Regions from separate parts of the Mus musculus genome. Here region 2 is linked to region 1. Evidence: chromatin contacts called from public promoter capture Hi-C data. All regions are on one chromosome and are shown on one strand. The core of a region is the stretch at or near the end of the contact, and the rest is flanking DNA. Distances in the headings are between cores, read along the strand shown. Region 1 holds the start of Chst10 (carbohydrate sulfotransferase 10). Region 2 holds the start of Il18rap (interleukin 18 receptor accessory protein).

Evidence for each region. Promoter capture Hi-C pulls out the DNA fragments that hold promoters and counts their contacts.
Region 2: a promoter capture Hi-C map of pre-B cells shows a contact between it and region 1, with 2.7 times the contacts expected there. The contact joins the promoter of Il18rap here to the promoter of Chst10 in region 1.

What each region holds. Positions count from the first base shown.
Region 1 is chr1:38,896,413-38,899,797 of GRCm38.p6, forward strand. Chst10 (carbohydrate sulfotransferase 10) reads right to left here and starts at 1,748. Exons shown (of 7, transcript NM_145142.2): 1 at 1,478-1,748. Gm51581 reads left to right here and starts at 198. Exons shown (of 3, transcript XM_030243909.1): 1 at 198-243; 2 at 990-1,221; 3 at 1,305-2,538. The coding sequence starts at 198. The coding sequence ends at 1,938.
Region 2 is chr1:40,513,582-40,516,966 of GRCm38.p6, forward strand. It overlaps Il18rap (interleukin 18 receptor accessory protein), which reads left to right and starts at 1,781. Exons shown (of 13, transcript NM_010553.4): 1 at 1,781-1,895; 2 at 2,119-2,194; 3 at 2,816-2,954.

The DNA.
Region 1 (3,385 bases), core at 498-2,997:
TTGCTAAATGTTGGGTAAATAATTTTTTATACAGAACCATGAGTTATTCCAATGACAGATACACTCTGGGTTCTGTCAAGCCTTAGCATCTGGCAGATTCTAGACAAACGTCACTTGATAAATGAATAATGGAATAAACGTCAACCTGGTGGCATTAGAGAAATCATAGGTAGGGCTGTTGGCACAATAAACAAACAATGGCCTTTATTCTAAAACAGGAAAACCTCAGTATTAAAATTAATGGTAAGTTCGCCTCACATAGCTTAAGCAATTCCAGACTGTGTGATGAGAAAACTGTCTGGTTCAGAAGATCTCAAGTTCAGGGTCTTATATAGTCAGTCCTCTCTCCCCACCGTACTCCTGGCTCTCTCCTAATTCTTCAAAACGGACCCAAATATTACTGCAAGTGGCACAGAATACTTGCAAGTGTTTTCTGATGCTCTTTGTTCAACTTTGCAAAAACAAAACAAACAAACAAACAAACAAAACTCTATTTTCCTTTCCGGGAGGGGGCGGCTTTCTTGGGAATTTCTTCTGTTCTTGAGGGTCAAGAGCAAACATGTGAAGATTTTTCTTTTCATCTTGAAACTCCAATTCTGCTTTAAGATAAACTATGTCCTAATTATCCTGGGGACCACTGAAGGTAGAAAGTCATTTCTCTCTTTGTGTCTTTTCTTTTTAACCCAGTCACTTAGAAAAGATGAAGTCGTGGCTAGTGATCAGCAAGCGGGAACGAAGCTGAGCTGTCTCACTTTAAGAATGTCTCAAGACATATCCTGCTCTGGCAGTTCCAATAGACCAGCGCAAAAACCCAACTCCTTGTGGCTAACCAGAACCTGCCTGGCTGAGCTACTTTGTATTCACTGCCCTGCCCTTTCCTGCCTTGAATAGACTTGGAGAACGAAAAAGCACCAGCTTTTGGAAAACCTGTTTCATCTTTCCAGCCAGAAAGTGCAGTAATTGATGCCTAGACCTCCAACTTCTGACAGACCTCTTGGTGAAGGTATGGGCCAGCAAGCAGGACCTGCTCGCAGGCAGAACTCCTTCCCCTAGCGCCCCGGGAGCCGCGCTCAACCGTGCGCTCCTTCGCAAAGGCTGCACAGGTTCCTCCCTCCAGTCCTCCTTCCCAGCACGCTCCTGGGACCCAAGTGGGAAAACATTCTCCTCTTTCCACCCCACCCCACATTTACAAACGCAAGTCTCCATCCCAGGGTGGCAAAGGTAGACGATGGATGGTTCAAGTATCATCGATTCCATTCATCACTGCATCCAGCACAAGGACGCCGCCTCGTTGCATAATTAAGTGATGAAGGCTCTTCCCAGGAATCTCTCCATCCAGGGACGTCTTTAAGTCGCCACAGCACACACCGAGGTAGCTCGCTGAGGAAAACCGAGTCCACCACCCTTCTGTCTACCCGGCAAAGGGGTGGGGGACAGCACTTCATTGAGACCCGCCACCCCCGAGTTCCCAGCTCACCCTCGTACATCGGCGCTCGCGCTCCTCCCAGCCGCTGGCGCTCTGCTCGGGCCTCGCGGGGCCTGTGGGCGTCCCCGGAGCCCCGGAGGCGGGCTCTGCCCAGACCTCCGCACCGCTACCCGCCTACCCTCCTGCAGGGTGCAGGGGTGCAGCCACGCCGGAAGGAGGAAGCCGGGCGCGTGCGAGCTTCGGGGTGCAAGACCGCCGCCCACTGCCGCCCGGGAGTGTGGGCCTGGTCCTGCGCGTCGTCGCCGCCACCGCTGTGCACGCGCGCGCGCGTCCACGTTGCAGGAAGCCAGGAGGACGCACCGCGCACCCACCATCCCAGGCCTCCTGGTCCCCATTGGCCTGTGGAGAAATTGTACAGATGCAGCAACCCAGCCGCACCGCGCAGAAAACACCTTGGAGAAGGCAAAGGAAATCCAAAACTTAGGAAAACGCAACAATGTCAACGACAATGAAACACATAAGTAGATCAACAATCATTCTTTAAAAAAAAAAATTTTTTTTGACCTGAGGAAAGGTCAGATCGCTTGAGCTTTGGTATAGTACAAATCTTTATTCTTCCTTAGTTATTTGCATTTGTTTCTATTCTGTTTTATTTTGTTTTTTCTTTTTTAAAAGACCATGCCTCAATGGAGTGCAGGCTTACCTGTAACTCACTCCGAAGCTCAGGTTGGACTCCAGCGTGAGGCAATCCTCCTTTCTCAGCCTCAGGGATGCAGGGCATGGTAAATGCTAGGTACCACACCTTCCTCTATCCATAGATTTTTTAAAATTACTTTTATTATTTTTATGTTTGCATCTCTGTGTGGGTGTGTATACTTGAATATAGGGCCCACAGAGTCAGGAAAAGTGTGGGATCCCTTCCAGCAAGACTTAAGAGGGAATTGTGAGTTACTCAGTGTGGGTGCTAGGAACTGAACTCAGGTCCTCTGCAAAGGTGGTACCACCTCTTAACTGCTGTGCCATCTCTCCAGCCCCATTCATAGTTTCTTAACAACCCTGATTGGTTACCTGGGCATGGTGGCTCACTTTAATCCCAGTATAGGGAGGCAGAGGTAGGCAAATTCTTGAGTTCTAGTCCAGCCTGGTCTACAGAGCAACTTCCACCAGGTCTACACAGAGAATGTCTCTCTCTCTCTCTCTCTCTCTCTCTCTCTCTCTCTCTCTCCACACACACACACACACACACACACACACACACAGAGAGAGAGAGAGAGAGAGAGAGAGAGAGAGAGAGAGAGAACTGGTTAAGAAATGTCTGGAGAAAAACTTTTACAAACTGGCAGGGTTGGTTTCTCAGTGAACTTATCTCAGTCAGAAGGAGTCATCTGCAGACAGGAAGCCTCCCCAGGAACACAACACAGACAGTGAATGGGGAGTAGACCCCATTATCTCCAAGGCTGTTCTCCTGCCCAGGAGTACTGGGCCAGGCTCCGAGAAGACAGCTTCTGTGTGATTCAGAAGTCCAGTTTCTGTACGTTTCACTCAGAAGCTGTGACTTTTAAAAGGCCCAATTTATGAAGATTATGACTGACTTTTGTCCTGACAATGGCTGGCCAGCCCTTGCCCACCTCACCTCCTGACTCCTCAGTCCCTCCCTCATCTTGCCACCCCTCCTCTGTTCCCCCAGAACTTCTGGTGGGTCTTCCTCAGCTGGCCTCCTACCATCAGGCTTTTCCTGAGCCTTGACCTGTCTCTTACCTTCCCCCCACCCTGAGCCAGTCTCTTCCACATCCATTCACTTCAGACAGACAGGAGCCTCTCAGCTCTGCCCAATCAGGCTTAATTTCTGAGTATAAAAGGGGATCCAGCCAAGGCCACATTGGCAAATTCCTTGTGAGTTCTCTGCATCTCTGTCTGCCTCAATAAAGATTTGCTAGCTTTTCTCTACTGTCCTGTCCT
Region 2 (3,385 bases), core at 531-3,030, 1.6 Mb after region 1:
ATGGTGGATGGATGGAAGGAATTGAGTGGGAGAGGGAGACCGGGTGAGAAGGGGAACGGGGATGGAGATCAGGTATGGGAAATGGAAAAGAGATAAAAATCAGTGTGGGTCATCTCTGGTATTAGCTGGAGATCTGAGATAGAAGAGGCTATGAGAGTGACCTTAGATGAGGCTCTTAACAGTTGGAGATAAGGAGACTGAAGTGGCCACTTCCAGTAGCCAGGTGGGACTTCCAGTGGAGTGAGGGGGACATCAACCCACCACAAAATCTTTGACCCAAAATTTTTCTTGCCTTACATGATAAAGATGGAGTAGAGATTGAGGGAAAGGCCAACCAGTGACGGGGATAATGAGCAGGCATAATAATCAGATAAGAGGAATGCCAAGGGAAGAGGAAACGTGTTGTAATTATACTTTAATTTATTTGCAAACATTAAAAAATTTAAAAAAATAAATTTAAGTAAAAAGATCTGAGTCCATTTGGAACATAGTCTGTTGTGTGGTGCGAGTGGAGAATTTGTTGCGTAGTTTTCCATAGGGCGACCTAAGTTACCACACTACGTCTAGTTTGTGATGCTCTTTCCTATTTTTAAAAATTTCCACACACAGTTAGACTTGTTTCTACACTGTCTCCTCTTCTGTTCCACAGGTCAGCTCTCTCTATTCATGAGGGTGCTCCGCAATGATTTTACTTGTACCAAGTGTTAAAGCCTGAGTTTCCTGTGGTGACTAAGACCTTCATCTGATCCCAAATCTCCTGTGGTTCATGATGTCCTGCTTTTCTCTTCCAAAAACAGTTTATAAAGGACACATTAAGCTTCGAAGGAAAAGCTGTTGATGAATTCACTTCAGGAGACCACACTGGCAGTAACTTTGGGCTTAACTTTAAGGTCTATATTCAGATCTCTGAGGTTTGATAAGGACACTCCCAACGCCCAGGCACTCTGAATGTACCTCAGCCTGAATTAAACCATTATCATGAACAATGCCTGGTCTATCCGTTTCCCCTTCATCCTCAGTATTCCTCCTTTAATCCCATTTAGATTTTGGATTACTGGGCTGTCCCTGTCACACCCTGGGAGTCTAAGCTCATGTGCCCTCATGTGCTTTCCTCTGAACCTGCAATAGGTGGTAGGAAAACCTCAAATCCTTTTGGGATTTGAGCTAGTTCCACAATTAGCATGAATACATGATTTTATTTATTTATTTATCTATTTATTTATTGGCTTAGACCTGCCCTCAGTTGCTAACTCTTCTCTTAGATTTTCACCTTCACCTCAGGTCAACACTTACCTTGCCCCCACTCTGACATGAACTTGGGCTCTGCTTTTATTTTATGCTCTTCTCCAGCCTTGTGCTGAAACAATCCCCATGGTTTGCTGTGCCCCGCTGCTTCAGCTTGTCTTTATGGGGAGAATAGGCTCCGTTTAATTAAGAGGCTTTGGGACTAGTGTGGTCTCACGGTCCTCTAAATTGTTTTAATTACAGTGCAGTTCTTAATTAGGCATTCCACGGTGCACAAGCATAGCCTCCGAGCCTTTCAAAGCTACGGTTATATCACTCTCCTCATTGATAAATTATTGCTCTGTAAAAGTGATGCTGGAGAGAGAGAGTTCATCAGAAGAAAGCCTTTAGGTTTGAAATGAAAGGCAAGGTTGGCAGTGCTTGTTTTAGAAGAAGGGGGAGGAGGAAGAGGAGGAGGAGGAAGTAAAAAAGAACTCCCCTGTTGAGAAACCGTGTCGAATGTTAACATTTGGTACAGGAAATTCCTGTAAAGGAAGCAGGCTTACTCACCATTTCAACTAAACCTAACCACAACCCCTTTCTTGTCAAGGAGGCTGGCCAGAGGACAGCTTTGAATGCTTTATTTCAGGAGTTTTCTTCCGTGGATAAAGGTAGTTTACTTCATTTCTCCTTTGTTATGACTGGGCATTTTCCAACACCAGAGGTCCTTTACAAAATTCCAAGGTTGTCCTTTTCTGTCCAGGTATAACTTATTATTTCAAAACTGTATGGGTTGGATAGTCCTTAAATCTTCTTCAAGTAACTCTCTTGCTAAGAAAAAAAAATGTAGCAGAACCCTTTGAAAATGGGTGTTTTTCACACTTTTTTTTTCAGATGCACAAGCTGGCATTCACTGACATAAAGACTTGAATTTCTTTATTTGTTGTGTATGTAAGAGCAGGAAACAAAGGTAAGAGACCAGAATATTCTTTCCCTAGATTCCTTAACCCCTAATATATATTTTTAAAGGACTTAAAAAGTGAATTGCTAAAGAGTTGCTTTTTGTGGAATATTTTTAATCACAGGTGTGCTATTAGGCAGCAACATTTGTATCTCAGTGTCGGTTTTAACCTTAACTTGTATAAGTGACTAGTTACAAAGTAAACCTTTGTTTTAAACAGTGATTCTTACATTTTATTGAAAGGATTATAGAGGGATTCAATCAAATGCGGGTCAAATCTGAATGGCCACATTACTTGTCCATCTTTGGAGGCAAGCACTGAACAAGCTGCTATGGACCATGTGAGCATTATCAGTATTCTTTGACTACTGCAATTATTAGACTAGGCCATAGCATCTCTTTTTTATTTGTACTTTAAGGGTGTGCACAGGACTGAGAGGCTTCCTGGTGATTCATTCACAGCTTTCATTTTTCTCCTCCCAGCAAAAGCTTTGTTCTTTGAAAAACTTAGCTCATTATTACTCTAAAATATGGTCAAATTGGGTATCTTTTGAATAACTTCAGGCTAACTTTTTCTGCTTCTGAGAAAAAGAGAGAATTTTTAAATAAAAGCCTTCTGGAAAATTTTAGGAAAGAGACCTTGCAGATCTTCAGATCATCTCACCGGCCTCCGACCTCCTTCTGTAGAGAAGGCGAATAGTGGTGGCAAGATGAGAAACTTTGAAACCCTCTTCCTCCAGATATGATTCTCCCTTCTACTACTGAACAGGTATGTGGTCATTGTTTCATAACGGGCACCGTTGCTATGAGTGATGCAACATTTGGTTTTCTACTGGGACAATAAGAATGACAGCACACATGTTTTACAGAATGACAAACTTGAGTTTTACATTTGCTGGTATCTGTCAGTCATTTTTACTCCCATATGCAGAATTGGCAGCCATGTTGGTTTAAGTTGGCCAGTGCTCAACAAGTACGATGCTCTACTCTTGGATGATCTCTTTGGAATTCCTGATGCATTTGGGTAATGGTAGAATGAGATTGTGTAGTCTTTTAAAAACAGACATTGGGAGGCAAGGGCTTGAAGTATGGACTTTTCAGAATGGCTTTGTTCTTGGCTGGTCTGTGGACAAAAACAATAATGGTAGCTACCATGACTGCTGAGAATACTGTATATTCTGAAGATTTTAGTTGGAATAT